6 separate regions of the Mus musculus genome follow, and regions 1, 2, 3, 5 and 6 are each linked to region 4. The links are chromatin contacts, called in public HiChIP or PLAC-seq and Micro-C maps. All regions are on one chromosome and are shown on one strand. Each heading gives the region's core, a stretch centred on a gene start, on an enhancer-like site or on the middle of the called end of the contact. The rest is flanking DNA. Distances are from core to core; before and after follow the strand shown.

Region 1 (3,718 bases), core at 1,002-3,501, 310 kb after region 4:
ACTCAGGACCTCTGGAAGAGCAGTCAGTGCTCTTTACCACTGAGTCATCTCTCCAGCCCCTCCAGTCCACTTCTACATCACTGTCAAAGTCTTCAAAAGCAGAAGTCAACCAGGCTGCTCTTTGTGCCATGATACCAACATCACACTGCTCAAAAAAAAAAAAATGTTCATGCCTCTCAGGTCTCTGCCTATCTGTCTTTCTGTCCTCATGATTTCATGCCCACCCCTACCTCTAAACTCCAGTCCTACTGACTCCCTACCTGAGTTTCCCCAAGCTACTCTTGGGGAAGTGGTTTAACTACCCTGGGTCCCATAGTTCCTCATTTGTAAAGGAAATTTTGCTCCATAGGACTATGGCAGGCAGTAAATGAAAGAATACTTCAACAAAGTCTCGTAACTAAATCTGCTGTGCTCACATATCCTGTAAGAATGATGGTGTCACTGTAACTGCAGTTGGGGCAGCCTCCTCTTCTTCACTTAGCAAACCCTAGGCAACTCTCAGGGCTCACCTTTCTACCGTCCTGTCTTTACAGACATCCGAGATTAGAACCTGAATAACACAGCCTTTCAGGGGAGATTCAGTTCTTAGTCAACCTGTCTGTCTTACTCTTCCTGTACCTGAAGACCCAGGATTCCAAACACTGTGTCTCACTGACTTCGTTTCTTGGCACACAGAACAACATCTGGTTCCTGGCCTGTGCTCAGGACATGTTCAGCTCGTGAGTAAGCAGGGTAGTGTGGTCCCAAATGAAGGGATTGGATATTCGGATAGGGGATAACTATAGTCATCACCCCTGCTGGGGTATAGATTCTTTGCACAGTGCATGGACATTTATGCTTCCCACCCCTGGAAAAGAGGCTGCTAATCTCCCGTCATTCCACCCTCCTAGCAAAGCCTCCACCCCCCACCCCAACATCTGGCTCAGCCTGATGAAATGATGGATTACTGAGTCCCTTCAGCATGCCCAGTTAAAGCCACTGCCCACAGCTGTTTGAATTTCATCAGAACTGTTGGCAACCTTTCTGCCCAGCCCCCAAAGCCCACAGCTAGTAGGGAAATTTCAGTGAACAACCTTCAGATCAGCTGCAGTCTGTTTGTAGCTTCTTTTTAATCCAACAATCTTCTAATTTCCAAGCACAGATGAGTCAGATGAGAACCAGGAAGGGAGCTATACACCCAAGGTCCCCAGAGATGCATGCTCTCCTTCTGAGAAAAGCTGAATTTCCTGGAGGAGATATGTGTTAATTACCTTTTTCATTACTGTGATGAAATACATAACAAAATGACTTAAGGAAGAAAGAGTTGGTTTTTGGCTTACAGTTTGAGGGAGTAGCGCCGCAGCAGGAACGCAGCAAGAGCAGCTAGTCACACTGCATCCACCGTCAGGAAGGACACACAGAGAAAGATGAATGCTGGGGCTCCACACTCTTGCTACTTTGTATTCAGTCTGAAACATTCAGAGCAGGTGTTCCCTCCTCAGTTTCCTTTGTTAGAAACAGCCTCACTGCTCTTCCTAAGGTCCTGAGTTCAAATTCCAGCAACCACATGGTGGCTCAAACCATCTGCCCTCTTCTGGTGTGTCTGAAGACAGCTACAGTGCACTTAAATATAATCCCAAATAAATCTAAAAAAAACAAAAGAAGAGCCGGGTGTGGTGGTGCACGCCTTTAATCCCAGCACTCGGGAGGCAGAGGCAGGTGAATTTCTGAGTTTGAGGCCAGCCTGATCTACAAAATGAGTTCCAGGACAGCCAGGGCTATACAGAGAAACCCTGTATCGAAAAAACAAAAACAAAAACAAAAAAAAGAAGAAAGAAACAGCCTCATAGACATGGCCAGAGGTATGTTTCCATCGAGATTTATTTAATTTGTTCAAGTTGACAATGAAAACTGGCCATAACTGTCTTAGTTAGGGTTTTACTGCTGTGAACAGACACCATGACCAAGGCAATTCTTATAAGGACAACATTTCACTGGGGCTGACTTACAGGTTCAGAGCTTCAGCCCATGATCATCAAGGCAGGAGCATGGCAGCATCTAGGCAGGCATGGTACAGAAGGAGCTGAGAGCTCTACATCTTCATCTGAAGTCTATTAGCAGAATACTGACTTCCAGGTAGCTAGGATGATGACATTAAAGCCCACACCCAGAGTGACACACCTATTCCAAACAGTCTACATCTCCTAACAGTGCCACTCCCTGGGCAAGCATGTGCAAACTATCCTAGTTCCTAGTGACTCAGTGACGGGAGCTGACAGGGAAAATAAAAGCCCTTCCGCATTCAGGTCTGCAAACATCTAACTCAGCTCTGTTCTTCCAACCGGAGACCTTCAGAGGTCTCACTGATGCCCTCTATTCCTGCCCTGATGAACCTGGGTGTCCACATACTGTTGGCCTCTACAGAAAGACCATGGCTGGGGGCCTGTGAGATGGACATTGAAAGTGCTTGTTGCTCAAGCCTGATAACCTTACTTTGATTCTTGGGTTCCATGGTGATAGGAGGACCAGCTCCTGAAAGTTGCCCTCTGACCTCCAAATACATATCTAAAAAACAATCTATATCTATCTATCTATCTATCTATCTATCTATCTATCTATCTATCTACCTATCTTAAATTAGAAGGACTAGGACTGGGGAGATGGCTCAGTGGTTAAGAATACTGGTTGTGCTAGGAGTGGTGGACTTTAATCCCAGCATTTGGGAGGCAGAGGCAGGTCGATCTCTGAGGCCAGCCTGGTCTACAGAACAAGTTCCAGGTCAGCCAGGCTACACAGAGAAATTCTGTCTCAGAAAGAAAGAATGGAAGGAAGGAAGGAAGGAAGGAAGGAAGGAAGGGAGGGAGGAAGAAAGGAAGGAAGGAAGGAAGGAAGGAAGGAAGGAAGGAAGGAAGGAAGGAAGGAAGGAAGAGAAAAAGAAAATAGGGGGAGAAAAAAGGGAAAAAGAATTCTGGTTGCTCTTCCAGATGACCTGGGTTCAACTCTCTGTACACATGGTGACCCATAACTGTCGGTAACTCTAGCTCCTTGGAAATCCGTAGCTTTTCCAGGTACCAGGCATGTAAGTAGTGCACATACATGCTGTACTGGCTAGTTTTGTGTCAACTTGACACAGCTGGAGTTATCACAGAGAAAGGAGCTTCAGTTGAGGAAATGCCTCCATGAGATGCAATTGTAAGGCATTTTCTCAATTAGTGATCAAGGGGGAAAGGCCCCTTGTGGGTGGGACCATCTCAGGGCTGGTAGTCTTGGTTCTATAAGAAAGCAGGCTGAGCAAGCCAGGTGAGGCAAGCCAGTAAAGAACATCCCTCCATGGCCTCTGCATCAGCTCCTGCTCCCTGACCTGCTTGAGTTCCAGTCCTGACTTCCTTTGGTGATGAACAGCAGCATGGAAGTGTAAGCCGAATAAACCCTTTCCTCCCCAACTTGCTTCTTGGTCATGATGTTTGTGCAGGAATAGAAACCCTGACTAAGACAAATTGGTACCAGCAGAGTGGGGTATTCCTGTGACAACCTGACCATGTTTTGGGGAGGTCTGTGGAAGGACTTTGGAACTTTGGTCTTGAAGATCCATTTGTTGTTAAGAGCTCTGTGGGATGTTGTGTAGGAGCTTGGAAGATAATGTTGAGAACAGTGCAGAAGATGGAGGCCTGGCTTGTGAAATTTCAGAGGGAAAATTAAAGACTCTTTTCAGGGCCATTGCTGTTTTGATTGTGAAGAT
Region 2 (3,633 bases), core at 534-3,033, 400 kb before region 4:
ACACACGCTTTGCATTGAATGAATGCCCAGAATCCCCCTTCCCCCCGCTTTCCGAGATTAAACCTTCAGGTTCCCTGGAAGTAACAGTAAATAAGGCATCGATTCAAGCATCACCTACATTCATGCATGACCACCCTGTAAAACCTGATTACTGATTGCATTGTGCCGCCTATCACCCCGTGAAAGTTCAGAGGCTCCGTCAAATACACGGAGACTTTCTTTGCCTTGATTTCAGGTCTGGAACCTCTCAGCCTGTTGCTGACTTATCAAGGCTGCCCGGGATAAAAGGAGAACAACGTGGGCTGAATTAAATGCCAGCACTAAGAAAGCACAGGAATCTAGTTGATTTCCAGGTAACTTCTCTGCCCATCCCTAGTGTAAACACTCTGTTAAAACAAATTTGAACCCCCTTCCCTATGGTCTCTCGGGACACTTATGGGACCTTTCCCGGGAAAGAAAAGATGTGCCAGGCAGGACGAGCTGGACCAGCCTCATCCTCTAACAGGCAAACACAGGCTCGCCTGGCTGGAGAACTTTGCAAAGCGCCCCAAACGGCTCCCAGCTTCCACTCTCAGCCATTTCTCTTCTCAGCTCACAAAGAGCGGGGACGGAGCAAACCGTCGCCACCTGCAGCCAGGTCCCGGGGCGCTGCTCCTGGCGCCCGGCGAGGGAAGGCAGGCCAATGGCAAGAGGGCAGAGGTTCACACCCCCACCCCCAAACCTCTCGGCGCCCCAGTGCCCGGAGGTGGCTCTGCAGCCCAGGGAACCGACGCCCCCAGGCCGGCTGCTTGCTCCCCCACGGCCCGGCCCCACCCCCAATCCTTCCGGCGCCCCAGCGCCCACCCACCCGGGCGCGGGAGTGGGAGGGTGCCGCGTGGGCAGCGGGAGCAACAGGCGTGGGAGCAGCGCTCCTCGCACTTGCTGTCTCTGGGAGGCTCGGTCGTTTCCCTCTTACCTTCGCCGAAGCCAGCCCCAGGCCCCGCGCCCCGCGCGCGCGAGGAAGCTGAGGCCAGGGGCCGCCGAGGCGCAGAGCGCCCAGCAGCGCGGGGAAGCGCCCAGCAGCCGCCGCTCGGGCGGCTCCTCCTCGCCGGCGAAGTCTCGCTCGTCCCTCCTTCACTCGGTCGGTTCGTGCGTCGGTCCGTCCGTGGGGCCGTTCCTCCCCCGCTGCCGCCGCCGCCGCCGCCGCCACCGCCACCGCCGCTCCAGCCCGGGCTTGGCAGCGTGTCCCCTCCCCGCCTAGCCGCTCCGCTCTCGGGCTCGTGAGCTCCGGTTCGCTCGTTCCCTGCCCCCGCCGCCGCTGATGCCGGGCAGAGCGGAGCCGGGCCGGCCACGGGCTGCCTCTCCCGAGGAGGCGGTGGGGGCGCGGCGCGGGCGGGGCGGAGAGGAGAGTCCGGGGGAGGCGGCGAGGCTGCGCCCTCCGCTCCCCACCGATCCCCACGGGCCGAGCGGCCCCAGGCCGGGCCCGAGAGAGCAGAGCGGCCAGGCTGCGGAGGGAGCGAGGAGGAGGACCCGGGAGCCTAGCCGCCGGAGGGTGCCCAGGGCGAGGGCGTGCGAGGGGGAGTGACTCTGCGCGAGGGTGTGTGTGTGTGTGTGTGTGTGTGTGTGTGTGTGTGTAGGGCGCGCGCGTGAGTGGGGGGGCTGCAGCGGGGGGGGGGAGGCGGGGAGACTAGGCAGAGCCTGGTGCGTCTCCCCAGGAGAGTGGAGGAATCCTAGGGTGTGCCTGGAGGTGGTAGTGGAGTGTGCGGACGCGAGTGTGAGCGCGTGTGCCGGCGAGGGTGGGCATGGGGCGAGCGTGGCAAGGTGAGCTTGGCTTGGGGGTGGGGGAGGAGCCGGGCGTGCGGCGTGATCGTGAGTTCGGGGGCGTGTGTGGCTGGGGACTTAGGAAGAGGTGGTAGGGAGCGCTGGCGTGTATGCGCGTGGGGTGTGTACACTTAACTGGCTGTCTGTTTCCCATTCACTGTCCACGCGGTAGAGCAACTAACTCCTCTCCTTGGTCACCTAGTGAGGTGCAGCTGGTCGCCGCGCAAGCTTACAGGCTGACCCTGAACAGTCAGGTGTGTTTGCCAAAGCTGGGAAGATCCCACGGAAGACAAACTGCCTTTATCTCCGCGTAAGAGCCACTGTCGTTCAGGAGTGACCTCTGACACATGGCCAGAAGGTCAGGATTCGCTCCAATACCCCACCACGAATACCCAGAATTAAGACTGGGGATTTAGGAACTCTCATTTCTCTATCTTTCCAAAGCGGGCCCAGGCCCTGGATCCTTTCCAGAGCCCAGAGTTATCTATTGCTTAGTACTCGGACCCAGCGTGAGGAGTGGGACAACCACGGGAGCATAGGATCCAGCTGAGAGTCCCAGGACCATCGCGGCAGCAGAGTAGAGCCCAGTCCTGGCTGCTAAGCCAAACCGTGGCCGGCTTTCCCTGTGTCTCCGGCCTGGGTGCTGGGACTCCCGAGCCTGGAGATCGCGAAGCAAGCAGCTTCGTGCCTCTGCCCGGACCGGAACGCCTTGGCTTGAGAGATGGCAGCTCTGAGTATGGAAAGGTGTGTGCTGAAACACAAAAGCAGAGGAAAGAGAAATGTGCGGAGAGGGTGAAGGCGTGAGTCAAGAATAGGGTTTCTGGTTTGTGGCAAACCGATCCTGTTCCAGAAGTGCAAGTCGAGGAGTAGTTATTGAGGTCTCAGCTACTCTGGGCCTCCAGTACTTCTGAGCTTCTTTTTCATAGGCTCACTTACCCTAACCAAAGCTCCTTTAAGTTTGTCAGTATGAAAGGTGTACAATTGGCCCTTCAAGAGGTGGGTGTGGACCCCATTAACATTTGCCCAGAGTCCAAGAACCCCGTGAGATTTGCATACTCATTTGCATACAGTACTAATGATTAACAACACTGCCACTCCCTGGCCAACCCTGGAAGAATTCAGGGAAGGCCCTGGCGAGGATTCTCCCTCCCTCCTCTATTTGGGAGAGGTTTTTGTTGTTGTTGCTACTGCTAGTGGTGGTGGGGTTTTGTTTTGTTTTTTTGTTTTTTAAATCTCAGTTGAATTGACTCCTGAGAGAAGGTTCTCTGTCTCTGAGAAGCCTGGTCCCAGTAGTGACATTTTCCTTTGATCTAACACCTTCTGTCCAGTTTTGGAGCAGTGAAAATATAATATCTTATTTCTGTCGAAGTTTGAATTTCCTGTACGGCATTGCCATTGTTCAGCAACATAAAGGTACTTCCAGGATCGAGCCCCCCAAACTGTCAGGGAGGGAACACCACTAGACTCTTGGAGTGGTCTACTAATGTGACAGCTTGTGGTCTCTGGGACTTTGTAAGCCATTTGTGGAGACAGGACACTCACACCCTGCCCCACATCCTCCAATCCCGATCCTCAGATGCTCATACTTGGCAATCTAAGTGCAGTGCCTGTGAACTGCTCTCTCTCTCTCTTTCTCTCTCTCTCTCTCTCTCTCTCTCTCTTTTTTTTTTTTTTTTTGTCTCCAGTATCTCAAGAAAAGTAAGGGAGACTTGGATTTCTAGTTCAGGCCACTGTGGGTTTTGTTTACAGTTCTCCTTGAGGCTGGATGGTGAGGAGAAAGAAGGTACCTGGCTTAGGTTCAAGCCACTGGAGGAGACACTGTCCAGGAGATGC
Region 3 (3,608 bases), core at 1,109-3,608, 410 kb after region 4:
ACTTTCCCCTAAACTGTTTGCTAAGAGTACTCAACTACCTCTGCTTTCCAGCTAGACTACAAACCAAGGGTAAATACTAGAATCTTCTTTTCTGCTGAATCTTAACTTCTCTATCCACAATTTTCAGTTTTGTGTTCAAGTTCCATATTCCTAGTCCATATTCCCTAGTATGGGAAATAAAAAAAGTCAAGTAGGCATTATACGGGGACCCAGACCTTGCATGAAATGCATAATAGGAAGTTCCTGAGGCACAGTGGGAATGAAAGTTTCAAGAAGTTGGGAAAATACTAATCTAACACTATTTTTTGTCAGAGTTTATAGGTATCCAAGTTTACACCACCTTATCCCCCACCCTGCCCCCCTTAATCTGTTTAGGATTATGTAAATCGTACAGCTAAAGCTTTAAAACTCTCAAAATGCTCCTCAAACTAAGAACTTTCATATTTAACAAGGTCACAATCTGATAAACCAACAGCATCTACTTAAACCCACAATGAAATGACTGAAATACACTTAATTAAACATTTATTCTAGGACTGGGCATGGTAGCAGACGCTTTTAATTCCAGCACTGGGGAAGCAGAAGCAGATCTCTTCTGCGCTCAAGGCCAACCTGGTCAACAGAGTTCCAGGACAGCCAGGGATACACAGAGAAGCTCTGTGTCGACCCCCCCCCCCCATCTAAAGTCTTGAATTATTGGTCATTTCTTATGATACTTGGAAAGCAAAGTTGTAAAATTTAGTCATTTTTACTTTTTTTTTTTTTTTTTTGAGAAGGGTCTCACTATGTAAAGCCTATACCTCCTGCCTGTACACCTTGGATTTAATTTCCGAAAGGTTAAGGCGATGGACTGACCACTTCCTTCTCCTTTTTTCCTCTCTCTCTCTCTCTCTCTCTCTCTCTCTCTCTCTCTCACACACACACACACACACACACACATACACATCCCCGAAGACTTGGACTTAGAAGCACCATTTACCACTTAATTAAAATAAATGAATGATGAATAAATAAATTCAAGAGTCTCTTATTCAGCTGAGAAAAACAAGCAAAACACGAGAACAAAAACCCACCCTGCTTGATTTAATTCCCATCCACCCTTTCCCAAACTCTCGTACAATTACTAATCTCACACATCAGCATATACTCATTTAAAACCAAAGTAATTTTTTTTCAATGCCGACGATCAAACTTTGGAGCCTCAGGCATGGTAGGCCAGGCAGGTAGGTACTCATGCCACTGAGCAACACACCCCGAGCCTAAGCGGAATGACGCCTTAAGATTTCAAAATTAGTTATGGGTAAAAAAAAACAAAAGTAGTTTGTCACTGTGTAACTACTAGCAGTAGCCCGCCAGTTTATAATGAGCCACTGGAAAACGGGAAAAGACTGAAGTAGTAACACGTGCGTTTCCTGGTTGAGTGATCAGACGCTAGTTTTCGTAACTGCTGGTTGCACCAAAAACGCCATCATAAAGAAAAGCTAAAATGTACTCGGCAAAGGGATGTACTTGGCCCAGAAAGTGTGCTCTGACCAAATATAAGGACGTTTAAATCTGCTCCACAGGGATGCCTTGGGACCCCGTGCCCGCGGCAGACGCGCCGAAGCCACAGGTTGGACCATAAAGAGCCCCTTCCTCAAAGTTCACTCGAACCCCGTAGTCTTGTACCGGCGGTCCGCAATGCAGCTCCTCACATTCCTCACACCACTCTAGCAAGTCACCTGGTGGGACACCGATTGGCAGACCGGGGAGGCTGGGCGGGTATGCCACGAGTCCTAAGTAACTCCCGCCCCAGCAGAAGGCGGCAGGAGTGCACCACGTGAAGCGGCCTCAGGTCGTCCCTCTTCCCGACCTAAGCATCTCTCCAGGCGCCTAGAGTAGGCAGCGCTGGAAGCGTCTCCCCCAAGGTCACCGGGCACCATGACCCGACTCCCGCAGCCCGGCGGCCGCCACCTGACCACGGGCCCGCAGCTCGGCCGGGAGAGACGCTGTGCCCAGCGCCTCAAGGTCCCCTTCACCCACGCCACGTTCCGGGCCACGCGGCTCCGCGCGCCCAGGATGCCGCGTCGCTCGCCCCGACCCTTGCCCCAGGGAGGAAAGTCCCCGCGTGCCCGCGGGGCTCCGCGACCCCACCGGGGCACCAAGGGCACCGCGGATTCCGTGCCGCGCGCTGCCCGCTCAGCCCGGACTAACCGTTATGTGTGTCTCGCGGCGCCCGGAGTATGCGTGACGCGGCGGCGCGGGCCGCAGTTCCTCGGAGCCGGGGGGGTCCCGCTCGTGTCCCCTGCCCGCCGCCGGGCTCCTTGGCTGCTGCACCTACACGACCGACCAGTCACGTCGCAGCTCGCCACTTTGTCTGGCGGGGCAGGCGCGGCTGCCTTATAACCCGCGGGGGCCGGAGCATGCGCACAGGGGGTGGAGTCGGCCTTCCCGGCCGCCGCCCCCTCCCTGCCATACATACTCCCAGCTCGGCATCTCGCGCCTCCACACGCTGCGGGCTGCGCGTGCCCGCTCGCTCGCTCGGGCGCGCGCGCCGGCGCCCCCCTTCCCGCCACGTGACCCGGCGCCGCGGCCCGGAGACCCCGCACATCCTTATCAGCGCTCTGAGGGGGTAGCTTCTTTTGGCGCGTGCCGGGGACGCCATCGTGGGCCTCACCCCTCAGGCTCTGGAGGAGAAAAGGGGAAAAAAAAACTGCCCTGAGGGCGGACCCTGAGGTGCAGAGGGCGAAGGCGATGGACCGTCGGAGTCCGGGGACTGAACAGCATTTTGAATGGACGGACACTGGTAGACTCCGATGTGGGCCTGGAACCCGGGCTCGGGGACCCTGGGAAGTTGCTGGAACCCTCCGGGCCTGTTTCCTTGCGCTACATCAGCCACTATGGAGGCGTTAGGAAGTTTAATGTGCGATTTTACGCAAGTATCTCGTCACAGAGCCTGACCTGTGGCATTTGATGAACGCTTAGTTTAAGGACAAGCCGGTCAGGAGAAACTGGCCCCGGGGCAGAGAGTGTGTACGTTGGAAACGCTGATATGAGCATGCTCTTAGGCCAGAAGTTTATGAACACTGGATTTGGGGGACGGGTCGGGATTATGGCTAGTGGGATTAGGACAGTTGCATGCTAAGTAAGCACTGTACCAGAATTATCTTGTATGATCTTCACAACCGTATTAGGTGCCAAGAAGATCTTGTAACTAAGGAACCCCGGGCTTCACGAGGTTAACTGGCAGAAGTCACCAGGCTAGGAAGTCGCCAACATTTAAAGTCAAAGCCACAGAGCCTGGTGTCACAAGAGCCATTTTCGGTTCTTCACCAAGCCCAGATTCCAAAGTGTCTTGAAGTGGTAAACTAGTGAGTACTCTTGATGGCCAGGACCCTTGATATTTTTATTATTACGAGATGGGTATTTGGTTGGTTGTTTTTGATTTCTTGTTTTTTTTTTTTTTTTTTTTTTTTTTTTTTGAGATAGCCTCGTGTGTGTGTATAGCTCCACCTGGCCTGGAACTCATCATGTAGATCAGGCTGGCTTCGAACTAAGAGAGCAAACATGAAAAAAAAAAAAAAATCAACCCGCCTCTGTCTCCCTACCGCTAAGATTATTTGTTTAAT
Region 4 (4,136 bases), core at 1,319-3,818:
CCAGAACGCGGTGGACCGTGTTTACCTATTCAAGACATTGTGAGCCTATTTTCTCGCTCTACGTGCCAAGGACCCTAAGCTTATTTACAAGTTTTCCACATTAAGTCATAAGGTTCCAGAACTCACAGACACCGTTGAAGGCTGAAGGTTATCTGAGGCGCAGAGCCCTGCCTGTTCACTACCCCAGGGGTGATAAGTTGAAAGCCATCTAAACATTCTCAGGACTCTGAGTCTTACAAGGCAAGGATGACCTCATCCTGTTGAGCTTTTCTACCCTGGCTCAGGAATGGGCTTAAAGGAACCCGGAGCGTCCGTCCGGAGCTGCTCGGTGCTGTAAAGGATGTGGGTCACATGGTACTGTTTCCATTAGGTCAGCTTTGGAGTAGAATGGGTGGTGGTGGATTAATAGCTACAAAGGGAGGGAGAGGAAGGCTGGGCGAGCTGATTCACTGGAGCAAATCTTGGAGTGAGTCAGAATCCAGCAGAAAAATAGCCTGTTGTCCCACATCTGCCTCATTGTCTGGCAATGAGACACTTCCTCCGTGCATACCCACAGGCAAAGCAAAGGAAGGAGGAGGAAATGGATTCTTTTCAGGCTCCGTGGTACTATTCCTATACCTAATACTGTGACTTTAAATCACTTCGGACATTGTGTCCTATTCTGAGAGGTCTCCTTTGGCCATGGTGGTCTGCAGCACACTGTGTGGCCAAGAAGGATCTCAAATTCCTGCTTCTCCTCTGCCTCCATCTCCCACAGGATGGGATTTACAGGTGTGCACACCCTATCCAACAAGGCTGTCTTTCTGAATACAGAGCATGCTGTCTTTGCGAAACTCTTAGTGCTCTAGGTCATTGTTCCACAAGCACGGGGGCTGTACTGTAGCATCTCTGCATGCTGTCTCCAAGCCTGCAATGGAGTTGCTGGCTTTACTCTGCTGCTATGCTAATCACCACCCTTCCCTCTCAACAGGCCCCCCCACCACCCCCACCCCCACCCCCCACCCCCCCCCACCCCCGGTGGAAACTGGTGGCTGGTTAGCAGACTGTGGCACAGATTTGGTGTTATTCTTGTCATTTTTCTTTTCCAGTTCTTAACTCTATAGCCTTCCTCCGGTTCTCTTGGTTTCTTTGACTTCGTCTTCTCATCTTAATTTCTTACAGTGCTATCCACATTGCAGGGTAAGACAGTCTTCCCACACAGCACTGACACAGATAGTATATGGATGAACGAAGCGCTGTGTGGACAAGAAATACTGTTTGACTTCCTCTAAACCGTGATTACTTGGGCTGGGTATCTCTTTACCCAGACTGTAAACTGTACCTGTCTCGAGGGCTGTTTGCCTAGGGCAGTGGTTCTCAACCTTCCTAGTGCTACTGTCCTTTAATACAGTTCCTCATGTTATAGTGACTCCCTCAAACATAATTACGCTGCTACTTCATAACTGTAATTTTGCTGTTCTAGATTGTAATGTAGATATTTTTATAATGGTTGTCTAGGGGGTCGTGACCCACAGGTTGAGAACCATGAGCAGAGGGCTTTTTGTGTGTGTGTGTGTGTGTGTGTGTGTGTCCCTAATAGTCTCTTGCTGAATATTGTGAAAATTAGGAATAATGTATTCCGCGTAATATGTTACTTGTGCACTCAAATACTTGAGTTCTTATATGTACGTGTTACAAGTTCTTTAAAGCAATGCGGCTATTTAAACAGTTCAGTCACTTGTGGTGCTGAAGTGCAGGCTATGTATGGTAGAGTGCAATCTCTTCCCTCCAGGTCTTGTTTCTATCACTAAGATCTGCATTCCTGTGCTCAAGAGGCCAGCCATTTCCCCTCATCCTACTGTTCCGTTTCGGCTTCGTTACAAATGCATGGTCCACGGTATGACGGGGCCCAAACATATAAAATAGCCCCCCACATACATGAATGGCAAGCACAGTGTGGGGAAACACCAGGTAAGTTTGCAGCTATTTGGCTTTGCCCTGAAAGGCAAGTCGGTAGGGGTTATGCTCTCTACCAGGTGCTTCCACCCCAGCGTCTCCCTTTGTGTACATAGTGTGATGTGGTAAAGAAGATGGTCTTGCGCCCTTGCTTTCCAGCACCACACCCAAGGGGGAGAGAGAGAGAGAGAGAGGGAGAGAGAGAGAGAGAGAGAGGGGGGGGGGGCAAAGAAGACACGTTACTAGGTTTTCAATACTAATTCGAAAACAAACGCTAAAACTCACTTCTTTTATTCACATTTTAGATAAACCCTCAATTAAGCCACCACAAGGTGTTCCCAGGGTCCTGAAAAGTTGCAGAACCCGGGCGGAGACCAGAGCGAGCACAGACTCCAGCGGACCAGAGGAGGGTACTTCCTCCCGGAAGTGACGCCAGCTCAATCCCAGCCTGGCTCTCCCAAACAAAAGGGATCTTGCGGCCCCAGGAGGAGCCGGGATGACTTTGGAGAAGCCCCGCCTTCAGGCGGCGAGGATTGGTTTCAGAGCCGCAAGGGTAAAGCTATGATTGGCGAGGGTATCTGCCTGTCACTGCCGCCGGCGGGTAAGGGGCGGGTCCTGGGAGGCTGGGGATGGGGAGCGGGCGGCGGAGGCGGCGGCGGGGAAGGATCCCGGAGCGCCGAGGCCAGGTACGGAGCGTGGGCTCGGGGCTCTGCGGTGCCGGGGGAGCCGGGTCTCCGAGAGAGCCTCCTGGCCCGGAGCGTGAGTGGCTTTCAGCAGAAGTCCCTGTCGGGGTAGGGATGGTCCCCCTAGGGGGCGGGGCCGCCGCCTCCAGATCCCGGGATTCCCCAAGGAGGCGTCGCGGCATCCTCCGGGGTCTTTACGATTGTTCATTGTCTCTCGCTAGCCTCCGCCCCTCAGCAGGGGTCTCCTCCTGACCTGTCTCACTCTAGGTCGCCTTTTGCCCAGCCCTAGCCTCAGAGTGGTACTGGTGGGTACCGTTTTCTAGGCTGCAGCCCCCACCCCTATATTGGATCCCTGCGAATTCAGACATCCTTTCCCACATCTGTCCCTGCTGGCAAGCGTGGGTCCAGAACTAGGGTTCTGTATAAGATTTAAACACACACACACAAACCAGCGTTTTCCTTATGAGGGATGGGCGAGGGGGAGAAAAAAAGACGAAACCCAGACAGACACCTCCAACAGCCAAAGCGGCCTTTCCCCCTCTTTTAGCTCTTCCCATCCCCCAGCCTGTGATTGCTCCTACAGCCTCCCCAGATCCTGTATTCTCTTTCTGAGTGTTGAAAGCTCCCCGGCTTAAATTATACATTATCTTCTTCCCATCGCCCTTTGTACCTTTCTTGCCCTTTCTGTTTCTTTTGGGAGAAACCAGCTTTTAGGGGCTTTTTAGGTTTGAGTTGCCTTTCGATTTTGCTTTCTACCCGGTTTCTTCTCTTGAGAACTTAGTAGGGAAGCATCCGCATATTTCATAGCAAGGTGGGTGTGTTAGCTTTCAGCAGAGCTGGCCTTGTGTGGGTAGGAATGCAGTGTGTATTGTTTGACAGTCACTGAATAATACCATATTTTCAAATGAAATGGTGCCGAGGAGTCAGTAAATGCCTTTGCAGAAGGAGTCCCCATCTCCCAATTTGGAGTGGGCTGGTCCGTTGCTCAGGGAAACTGCAGTTAACCTTGAAGGTGTATGGCAGGTTGAAACAAAAGACAGGAAGTATTTGAACAAAATTCAGGTTCAGTTGGCTAGGTTTATAATTAATCTGGTCCTGTGGCCTCTGAGTACTGTCTCACCCCTCTTTTATAGTGGGATTTTACCCTCAAAGGAAACGAATATACATGTAATGTGGTGGTGTCTAGCACACCATCATCATCAACCAAAATTTAAAGCATTAAAATAAAAGGTACTTTTCAGTTTCAGAGAGAAGGGCAGATAAAAGCCTTGGGAATTCAATTTTCACGTCTCTGTAGAGTCCCTGTAAAGATCTACTAAAGTCTTTGGCATTTTAGCAGTTGCAAAGTACAAATGATTTTGTCCTGACATTAATGTCATTGAATCTCCAGTCATCATCTGTGGCCAGCAGTACCACCTATTAATTTTTCCATATTTTTAGCATTTTAAGTTTTTATCTCAAGTTCATTTTCCTGTTGGTTATTTATAGCTGATAGAGGCGAGGTGCGGAGTTGCAATC
Region 5 (3,540 bases), core at 778-3,277, 510 kb after region 4:
TGGCGTTCCCCTGTACCGGGGCACACAAAGTCTGCGTGTCCAATGGGCCTCTCTTTCCAGTGATGGCCGACTAGGCCATCTTTTGATACATATGCAGCTAGAGTCAAGAGCTCAGGGGTCAATCTCTGAATTCTTAATCCTCCTCCTTCCACTTCCAAATGATATTACGAGTATGTGTCCTCTTACTCTGTTTAGACAATGTTTTTCTTTATATATATATCTTATTTTCATTTTTGTTTGTTTGTTTTTCGAGACAGGGTTTCTCTGTATAGCTCTGGCTGTCCTGGAACTCACTCTGTAGACCAGGCTGGCCTCGAACTCAGAAATCTGCCTGCCTCTGCCTCCTGAGTGCTGGGATTAAAGGCGTGCGCCACCATGCCCGGCAACTTATTTTCATTTTATGTACACTGGTATTCTGCCTGTGTGTATGTCTGTGTGAGGATGTCAGATTTCCTGGAACTGGAGTTACAGACAGTTGTGAGCTGCCACGTGGGTACTGGGAATTGAATCGGGCTCCTTTGGTTAAGAACAGCCAGTGCTCTTAACTACTGAGCCATCTCTTCAGCCTCATGAGAAAATGATTTTAATGTGCCCTCTCACTGTCTGCAAGGGACAAATATCAACCCTTAAACCTCATTTACAAGGGTTCTTCCCTGGTGACCCAACTGCCTCCCAATAGCCCCCCCCCCCCTTGGTCGGGTGGTAGAAGGTTTGCTTAGGTTCATGAGGTCTTGGATTTGATCCCCAGCACCAAAAAAAAAAAAAACAGCTAACCAACCAACCAAACAAACAACCAACCAAACAACCAAAAAAAAGGCTCACTCTCTTTGTCCTTCTCTCCTTCACACACACACACACACACACACACACACACACACACAGAGAGAGAGACACACCACCACCACTTTGAGAATATGTCTAGCTGAGGACTCCTTGCTGGCCTGGCATTCTAGTTCTGGGCTGGAGGCATTGGTGCTGGCCTGGCTTACCCTTTTTGGGAGGTACTCCCTCTTAACAGTATCACATGGGGGTTAATATGTAGGCCATAATACTTTTCTGTCTTTTATCTCTCAGCAGTAAACAGAAGGAATTCTCTTTAAGTGACTGAAAGGACTTTTGGTGTCTTGAGGACAAGGGCTCATTCCACACAGGACTCTGCCACCCTGGAGGTCCTGGATCTGGAGAGTGCTAAACAAGGACAGCTGGGCTCAGGAATAATTCTTTATTTTAATATGGAGGAGAAGCCATCTCTGCTCAGGGGTGAAGGAGAGGCCGACTCTGATTCTCCAGCCAGCGGATGAAAGAAGCAGTCAGTGGAGAAGCAGCCTATTATCTGGACTCAGCCCCCCTCCAAACAATGCTTTTGTTGACACATTCTCAGCTCCTTTCCAGGGAGGGAGTTGGCTGATCTATGAAGTCTTCTAGCTTGGAGTCAGAAGGATCTGGGGGGGGGGGGGGGTGTCATCTCACCAGAATGTTGCCCCTGACCCAAACTGCAGTCTACTCCTATCTCTGCATTGGAATTCATAAACGCCGCTCCAAACCCCACCTTGTGCTCCCTCGGAATACCTTGGAAAAGGCAAGAATGCAAACGCCTGGCCCCGTCCAGGCTGTTAAAACAGAATTCCAGGGTGAGGCCCAGGAAGCTGTGTTTTAACAAGTCCTGCAGGGGATAATTAGGTATGCTGAGGTTTGGGAGATGGGGTGGGGGATGGAGAGAGAGAGAGAAACTCTTGCAGCTGTTAATGCCGGTCACTTTCCTACGGTTTTCCCTCAGCAGGCCCTGGGGTTTGTTTTTTTCTCCACTGTGGACCCCGTTCATTTTCCGCTGCTGTGGACTGAGGGGGACGCAGCAAGGGAAGTGGGAGGGAGGGGAAAGGGGTCAGCCAAGACAGTAGCGCCTTCTGGAATGGAAAGGCAAAGGCTTCGTGACAATGTCCCTTTGTCACTTTATGTTGATGGAACTGCAAGTCATTAGCAAGCCCAGGGGTTCGACTCGGTCATTCTTCGGGGCCAGATCGCCCTCTGCTGCCCACCGGTAAATGACACTCTAGGACGCCAAGGAAAAGAGGAAGAGCAGTAGAGGGAGAGGAGAGGACAAGACCAAAAAGGTCACTAGGTCACCAATTCAGGATGTAACAAAATCATGGTAAAGTAGCGTTTGCTGGGAAGATTTAGCCAATGCAGTGGGTGTTTCCAGGGCACAGCCAGCAAACAGCAGAGTTCTGCCAAGAGCCCCACTATTCCCATGATTCCAAGCTCCACACTTGATTTGGTTCTGCAACCGCTTTCCCCTTTAGCTCACCCTTACCTCACCTTGGACAGTCAGGATGTTTAATAAAATAGGGAGACAGAAGAAGAAAAGTGATAAAAATTTTTGGTGTGCAGTCATTTATAGGCTTTAGTCAAGACTCAGCGTCCCCCTCCTGCCCCCAATCTTCCTTTCTCAGCCTCTCTTTGTTTTTTTTTTTTTTTTTTTTTCGTCCCGGGAAAGCACCAGGTCTTTCAGCCTTTCTTTTCCTGCCAGGGAACTCTTGCCCCACAGCTGTGGAGTCAGCTTTTCTTTCCAACTTTATTGCCCCACTTTATTGCTGTTGGGAATGAAGGTTCATGTAGGTCATTGGTTGAAAGAGCAAGGATTTCTTCCCAGCATAAAAGCTCAGGCTAGCAGTAGCTCCTGCCAGCCATGAGCAATGACCCATTTCCTCCAGTCTCTGACTGTACGGATCTCCAGAGTGCCTCAGCTCTCAGTACCCAAGTCCAGGTTTCCGTAGCAGATTCAGCTCCTGCCCAGGAGCCCCTTTCCTGGTCAGGTGTGGGAAATTATTTAAACGGTTGCAAAAGGTTTGGGGTGAAAGTGGGCCAGAAATGTGGGAGGTGGACGGGGGTGGGGGTGAAGGTTCAGGTAGGGAGGAGGCAAGAGTTCCAGCCAAATCCTACAGAACGTTCTGATGTCATGAAACACTTGAACTCTGCCCCTAACCGCCTGTAAATCGGATGAGTATGTGTGGTTGAAGCCAAGCCTTTCAACCCAAACATTTTAGATAAAACTCAGACCACATCTCTGCATCACTATTTTTTGTTTGTTTGTCTGTTTGTTTGTTTGTGTTTAGTTGTCTTTTTTGAGACAGTGTCTCACTATGTAGTCCTGGCTGACCTGGAATACTCTATGTAGACCAGAGTGGCCAGGAACTCATAGAGATTTGCCTGCTTCTGCCTCCTAAGTGCAGAGGTTAAATGCATGCAGCAGCATACTAGGTACATTTTTGCATGTTTAGATGTTTGGACTTGTATAGTTTTATATTTATGACCCCAAATATATGCCAGTAATCTATGTAAAAATCAAAGCATGCTGGACATTGTGGCAATCTCTGTGCTTGGGAGGCAGAGGATTTGAGACCTAAATTTGAGACCACCTTGGTCTACATAGTAGCAAGTTCCAGTTAGGGTTGCAGAATAAGACTCAGAGGGAGGGATCATCATCACCATCATCACCATCACCATCATCATCATCGATGAGTGTGCTGGCTGGCTTTATGT
Region 6 (4,153 bases), core at 1,611-4,110, 380 kb after region 4:
GAAATGTAAATGAAGAAAATACCTAATTAAAAAAAAAAAGAGGTAGGCCTCCTTAAGATCAGCTCTGGGTCAGGGCTGGTCTGGGAACACCTCCGCAGACACTTAAACATGTGCAGTATGAGCTCATTACACCAGCTGGTCTACAGGGGCAAAGTCTTTAGGCAGTTGATTTGGGTCATCCTACTGTCCAGAGATGTCCCATGATCCAGGGCAAAGGGCATGCATGCCCTAGGCCTGCTGAGTTGGCCTGAAGCCTGGGCTTGCACCCTCCTCAGTCTGGACACAGTCTAGAGCGCCTCAGCAGAGCTTCTGTCTGATGAAGCTAAGTGGTAGAAAACAGTCAGAGCTGTGTGGGCACCAGGAAGACTGCACCAGGGCAGGCAGCTCCCCTTACTGTCAACCCTGCCCAGTCCCTGTCACTGGGCCAGCTGCTGAACTAGGCTGCCCTGAAGAAGGGAGGCCGGCCTACATGCCCTCTATGAGTCTTTACTAACTTAACATTCGTCTCTTCCCACAGCCTGGCTGTAGTTAGAGTCTCTCTAGTGGAATCTCAGGTGAGGAGAGGGGTCTTTGGGCAGGTAAGTGGGATGCAGGCCTATGCTACTAAAATTGTTGTACAGGGGCATCCTGATAGTTGTTTTGTTTTGTTTTGTTTTGTTTTGTTTTGTTTTGTTTTTGAGACAGGGTCTCACTATATAGCCCTGGCTGTCCTGGAACTCACTCTGTAGACCAGGCTGGCCTCGAACTCATAGAGATCTGCTTGCCTCTGACTCCCTAGTGCTGGGATTAAAGGTGTGCATCACTTTATCTGGCTGATAATCTTATAACTGACGTCATCTCAGTTTACCAGTGCTAGCAGAGCAGCAATGCAGTGAGGGATATCCTGGGCTGGAATTAAAGGAATTTTTAAAAAAATTAAATTAAGCCAGTTGTTAGTGGTAGAAACCTTTGATCCCAGTACTCAGGAGGCAGAGGCAGGTGAATCCCTCTGAGTTTAAGACCAGCCTGGACTACAGAGTGAGTTCCAGGACAGCCAGGGATACACAGAGAAACCCTATCTCGAATCCCCCCCCTCAAATTAAGTAAATGATTAAAAATGAGGCTAACCATAGTGTCAGAGGGCCAGTTTGGTTTAAATAGTAGTGAGTTTCAGGACAGCCAAGGCCACAGAGAAATCCTGCCTCAAAAAATAAAGACAGAAACAAATTCGCAAAGAAAATAACAAAAGCCGGCCAGTGTGTCAGATACTTGTCATCCTAGCCTTTGCACGGAGGTTGGAGGACCAAGGGTCCCAGGCCAGTTGAACCGCATAAGGCTATGCCTTAAAATGGAGGAGAGTCGTTAACAAATCAATAAACTTAATCATAGGCCTTTTATTTGTGGTTCATGAGTCACAACAACACATCCTGGAGTTTGCCTTATAGAAAAGGGGTCTGAAGAAGTAGAAACAAAATGAAAAGCAGATTTGCTTGAGGCAGCAGGGTGGGGGGTGGATGGGTGGGGGGTGGGTGGGGGTGCTGTGGGGGGGGGGGTGTTCAATGCCAACAGCAGAAGAGTGACTAAGACTCTGATATGAGTTCAGTTCCCAGCATCAAATAATCAATCAGCCAATCAAAAGGTGGCACTCTTTAAATCCCAGAACTCTGGAGGTAAAGGTAGGTAGATCTCTGTTAGTTCCAAGCTGGCCAGGGCTGCTGCATCGTGAGACCATCTCAAAAACAAAAACAAAAACAAAAAAACAACAAAAACTCACATAGAAGCCGGGCGTGGTGGCGCATGCCTTTAATCCCAGCACTCGGGAGGCAGAGGCAGGCGGATTTCTGAGTTCAAGGCCAGCCTGGTATACAAAGTGAGTTCCAGGACAGCCAGGGCTATACAGAGAAACCCTTTCTCAAAAAACAAAAAGACAAAACAAACAAACCAACAAACAAAAAACAAAAAAACCTCACAAAGATAGGTTAACTGGGCTTGTACAGGTTAGCCCAAAGGGGATTTCCTATTCATAACAGCTAAACTGGCTTACTTGGAATTACAGCTATTTCTCTTTTTGCCATCATCATCATCGTCACTATCATCAGTGAAGGTTGGTAAACAACCTGGTTTTGGCTCCACTAAGCATGATTGACTTATCTTTGCCTTAGCTATGTGCCCAGTACCAATAGCCTCCCATAAATCTTAACGCTTGAAAGTCAGCTCGCATTCCCTCCGGTGGATAAATTGTCAAAGCCCAGTTGATGATGGGTGACTCTGGTTTTCTTGCGAACTTACTCTGGTTTTGTAATTTTGTTTTTGTTTTCCTTTCTTTCACTTCCTAGACGAAGCCCTTTCAGAGTGGGCAGGGAGACAGACACATGAGGAAATTCACTTCAGCAGGGCATCTGCTAAGCGTGGCAGGATTCCTGCTCCAGACTCTCAAAGCCTCCTATTAATGGAAAGAGCAGGTTAACCTGGTCTGACCGACAGGAAGCCACCGTACAGGAATAGGTGGAGTTCTGACATCCGGTGGGGACAGCTGGGGGGAGCGGATGGGGGAGGGGACACCTAGGTGTGCCAGGGGAGCCGAGGTAAAGCTAAGGTCCAGGGGGCCAGCGTGCTGGGTGGCTATGGGCCACACGAGGGCGCCGCACACTGCCACGTAAGGGCCTGAACTGTCTCTACGGAGCTATGTCGGAGAAAAGGCTTTGATGGGAAAGAGGGTGGGCGGAGACCATCCTGGGTGTCCAGCGACGGGCCCCTCTCTTGTTCCTTGAAGGTCGGCGTGAGGTCTCCCTGGACTTGGAACAGCCGCTGTTCAGGTCCTGAGGAATTAACGCCTCTGTAGATCAGGTCCAGCTGTGTGTAGGAGGGAGGATGTTTGCGGTCACTGGGGTGTGTTGTGTTAGGAATGACCGCAGTACTGGGGTGTGAGGGTGGGTGCGTGGATTTCTCCAGAGGTGTAGGTGGGAGGGAGTAGACAGTTTCTACTCCCAGGGGGCTGGCGCTAGTGTCTTCTAGGAGCAGCACTTAAGGCAAGATGTAGACCCCATTAGAATCAGACGATCTTCCCATCAGAGGAAGTCCCCCATTTGGAAACAGTCAGGATGAATGGTTGCTTTAGCTTGGCCAAGCTGCTGGGGTAAACGCCTCAAGCAGAAGCTGCATCAAAGCCTGGAGCCTGTCCAGCCATGCAGCTCAAGCACCCGGTGTCACCGAGATTTGTCCAGGGGGCACAGTGGAGATCTTGTGACCCAGGAAATAGCACTGGTCTTAGTTTAGATCAGGACATTTCCCCCTGAAAGCTGCGTGGGACAGTGGCTTGGAGCCCAGATTGGGGGGGGGGGGGAGGGATGGGAGGGGCAGCTGGAGGCTTCTGCCCACTCTCACCTTTGTCACCCAATAGCTACTTCACATGAGTCAGCTCTGCAGGCTGTACCCTGGCCTGAAGGCTCAGCCTGGGATTTGAAGGCATTAGAGTTGGTAGAAATTAACCCCCAGGATGTGAGCTTCGGGCTCGTAGGCTGAGGCTCTAGCAAGGGAAGAGGACATCCTGAGGACTGGGTGTAAGCAAGCAGAAACACGGGGAGCCTAGGCAATGCCCAGGAGGACTGCAATGGGCCAGGGAACACCAGGAAGGGTCAGTGTGAACCCAGGACTCTTGAGAACTCCAGTCGCTTCCTCTCTGCGGATCCAGACACCTCTACCATCCAGCCCCGCCCAGGCAGCTGCAATTCCTCAGCCAAATGACCCGAGACAAGAGTAAGAGGAAAACAGCTTTCTGAGCCTGCCTCTAGGGGAAAGAAGGACTATAAGAAGCAGGGATCCAGGACACAAGGTCACCGGGAAGCAGTCATGAATGTCAGGCGTGAAGGGGTGGAGATTTCAGGTCAGGGAGCTAAGGGTACACAGCTCAGTGACAGCATTTGCTTAAGAGGCCCTGGCGACAGGGTTCAGGCCTCACTACTGGAAAAAAGATTTTTCTTAGCTTATGCACAAATGGTCACGTGACATTGATAAGCAAGAGTGACTTAACCCAACACAACTCCAGTTTCACCAGCTGCAAAACTACCCTGAGGTGTTTGCAAATTTAGGAGTAAGGTAGGTAAAGGCATGCCCGTCAGGGCATGGTGATGATGGCTCACACCAGTAATCCCAGCACTTGAGAGGGTAAGGTAGA

Evidence for each region. Hi-C and Micro-C count contacts between places; a contact is called where the count stands out from the background. HiChIP or PLAC-seq counts read pairs in DNA pulled down with a chosen protein or histone mark.
Region 1: a FOXA1 HiChIP or PLAC-seq map of pancreatic cancer cells shows a contact between it and region 4. The contact joins the enhancer-like site here to the promoter of Cttnbp2nl in region 4. A contact is called at or near these places in 7 of 39 promoter capture datasets (cranial neural crest, embryonic stem cells, hippocampal neurons and 4 more), 1 of 15 datasets of contacts at CTCF or cohesin (embryonic stem cells), 8 of 484 Hi-C or Micro-C datasets (CD4 T cells, CD8 T cells, cerebral cortex and 3 more), 18 of 115 datasets of contacts at active chromatin or transcription factors (astrocytes, bone marrow-derived macrophages, craniofacial prominence and 7 more) and 3 of 9 other capture datasets (adipose tissue, macrophages and pancreatic islet).
Region 2: a contact with region 4 is called in an H3K27ac HiChIP or PLAC-seq map of embryonic stem cells, with 2.3 times the contacts expected there. The contact joins the promoter of Kcnd3 here to the promoter of Cttnbp2nl in region 4. A contact is called at or near these places in 3 of 39 promoter capture datasets (cranial neural crest, embryonic stem cells and neural stem cells), 2 of 484 Hi-C or Micro-C datasets (cerebellum and embryonic stem cells) and 4 of 115 datasets of contacts at active chromatin or transcription factors (embryonic forebrain, embryonic hindbrain, embryonic stem cells and 1 more).
Region 3: a contact with region 4 is called in a Micro-C map of embryonic stem cells, with 3 times the contacts expected there. The contact joins the promoter of Slc16a1 here to the promoter of Cttnbp2nl in region 4. A contact is called at or near these places in 3 of 39 promoter capture datasets (3T3-L1-derived adipocytes, embryonic stem cells and macrophages), 4 of 484 Hi-C or Micro-C datasets (embryonic stem cells and regulatory T cells) and 2 of 115 datasets of contacts at active chromatin or transcription factors (embryonic stem cells and pancreatic cancer cells).
Region 5: an HNF4G HiChIP or PLAC-seq map of pancreatic cancer cells shows a contact between it and region 4. The contact joins the enhancer-like site here to the promoter of Cttnbp2nl in region 4. A contact is called at or near these places in 4 of 39 promoter capture datasets (embryonic stem cells, hippocampal neurons and stem cell-derived epiblast-like cells), 1 of 484 Hi-C or Micro-C datasets (the G1E-ER4 cell line) and 3 of 115 datasets of contacts at active chromatin or transcription factors (embryonic stem cells, extraembryonic endoderm stem cells and pancreatic cancer cells).
Region 6: a FOXA1 HiChIP or PLAC-seq map of pancreatic cancer cells shows a contact between it and region 4. The contact joins the enhancer-like site here to the promoter of Cttnbp2nl in region 4. A contact is called at or near these places in 4 of 39 promoter capture datasets (embryonic stem cells and stem cell-derived epiblast-like cells), 4 of 115 datasets of contacts at active chromatin or transcription factors (embryonic stem cells, extraembryonic endoderm stem cells, microglia and 1 more) and 1 of 9 other capture datasets (liver).

Annotation. Positions count from the first base shown.
Region 1 is chr3:104,740,629-104,744,346 of GRCm38.p6, reverse strand. No RefSeq gene overlaps it. Among named protein-coding and RNA genes, the nearest start is that of Tafa3, 35 kb to the left of the region's middle. Within about 2 kb of position 2,251, at least 32 of the 459 cell types and tissues checked have an H3K27ac peak or open chromatin away from gene starts, as enhancers often do. A contact at or near this core is called in pancreatic cancer cells, where this site is marked.
Region 2 is chr3:105,450,040-105,453,672 of GRCm38.p6, reverse strand. Kcnd3 (potassium voltage-gated channel, Shal-related family, member 3) reads right to left here and starts at 1,783. Exons shown (of 8, transcript NM_019931.2): 1 at 956-1,783. Kcnd3os (potassium voltage-gated channel, Shal-related family, member 3, opposite strand) reads left to right here and starts at 718. Exons shown (of 4, transcript NR_040759.1): 1 at 718-1,120; 2 at 2,003-2,158; 3 at 2,245-2,544.
Region 3 is chr3:104,637,414-104,641,021 of GRCm38.p6, reverse strand. It overlaps Slc16a1 (solute carrier family 16 (monocarboxylic acid transporters), member 1), which reads right to left and starts at 2,358. Exons shown (of 5, transcript NM_009196.4): 1 at 2,194-2,358.
Region 4 is chr3:105,051,385-105,055,520 of GRCm38.p6, reverse strand. It overlaps Cttnbp2nl (CTTNBP2 N-terminal like), which reads left to right and starts at 2,568. Exons shown (of 6, transcript NM_001163332.1): 1 at 2,568-2,621.
Region 5 is chr3:104,540,023-104,543,562 of GRCm38.p6, reverse strand. No RefSeq gene overlaps it. Among named protein-coding and RNA genes, the nearest start is that of Gm34490, 14 kb to the left of the region's middle. RefSeq lists an enhancer at 892-3,029. Within about 2 kb of position 2,027, at least 124 of the 459 cell types and tissues checked have an H3K27ac peak or open chromatin away from gene starts, as enhancers often do. A contact at or near this core is called in extraembryonic endoderm stem cells, hippocampal neurons and pancreatic cancer cells, where this site is marked.
Region 6 is chr3:104,674,053-104,678,205 of GRCm38.p6, reverse strand. Gm34548 (a long non-coding RNA gene) reads left to right here. Exons shown (of 4, transcript XR_867542.1): 4 at 518-655. Among named protein-coding and RNA genes, the nearest start is that of Gm34548, 4.5 kb to the left of the region's middle. Within about 2 kb of position 2,860, at least 184 of the 459 cell types and tissues checked have an H3K27ac peak or open chromatin away from gene starts, as enhancers often do. A contact at or near this core is called in extraembryonic endoderm stem cells, liver and pancreatic cancer cells, where this site is marked.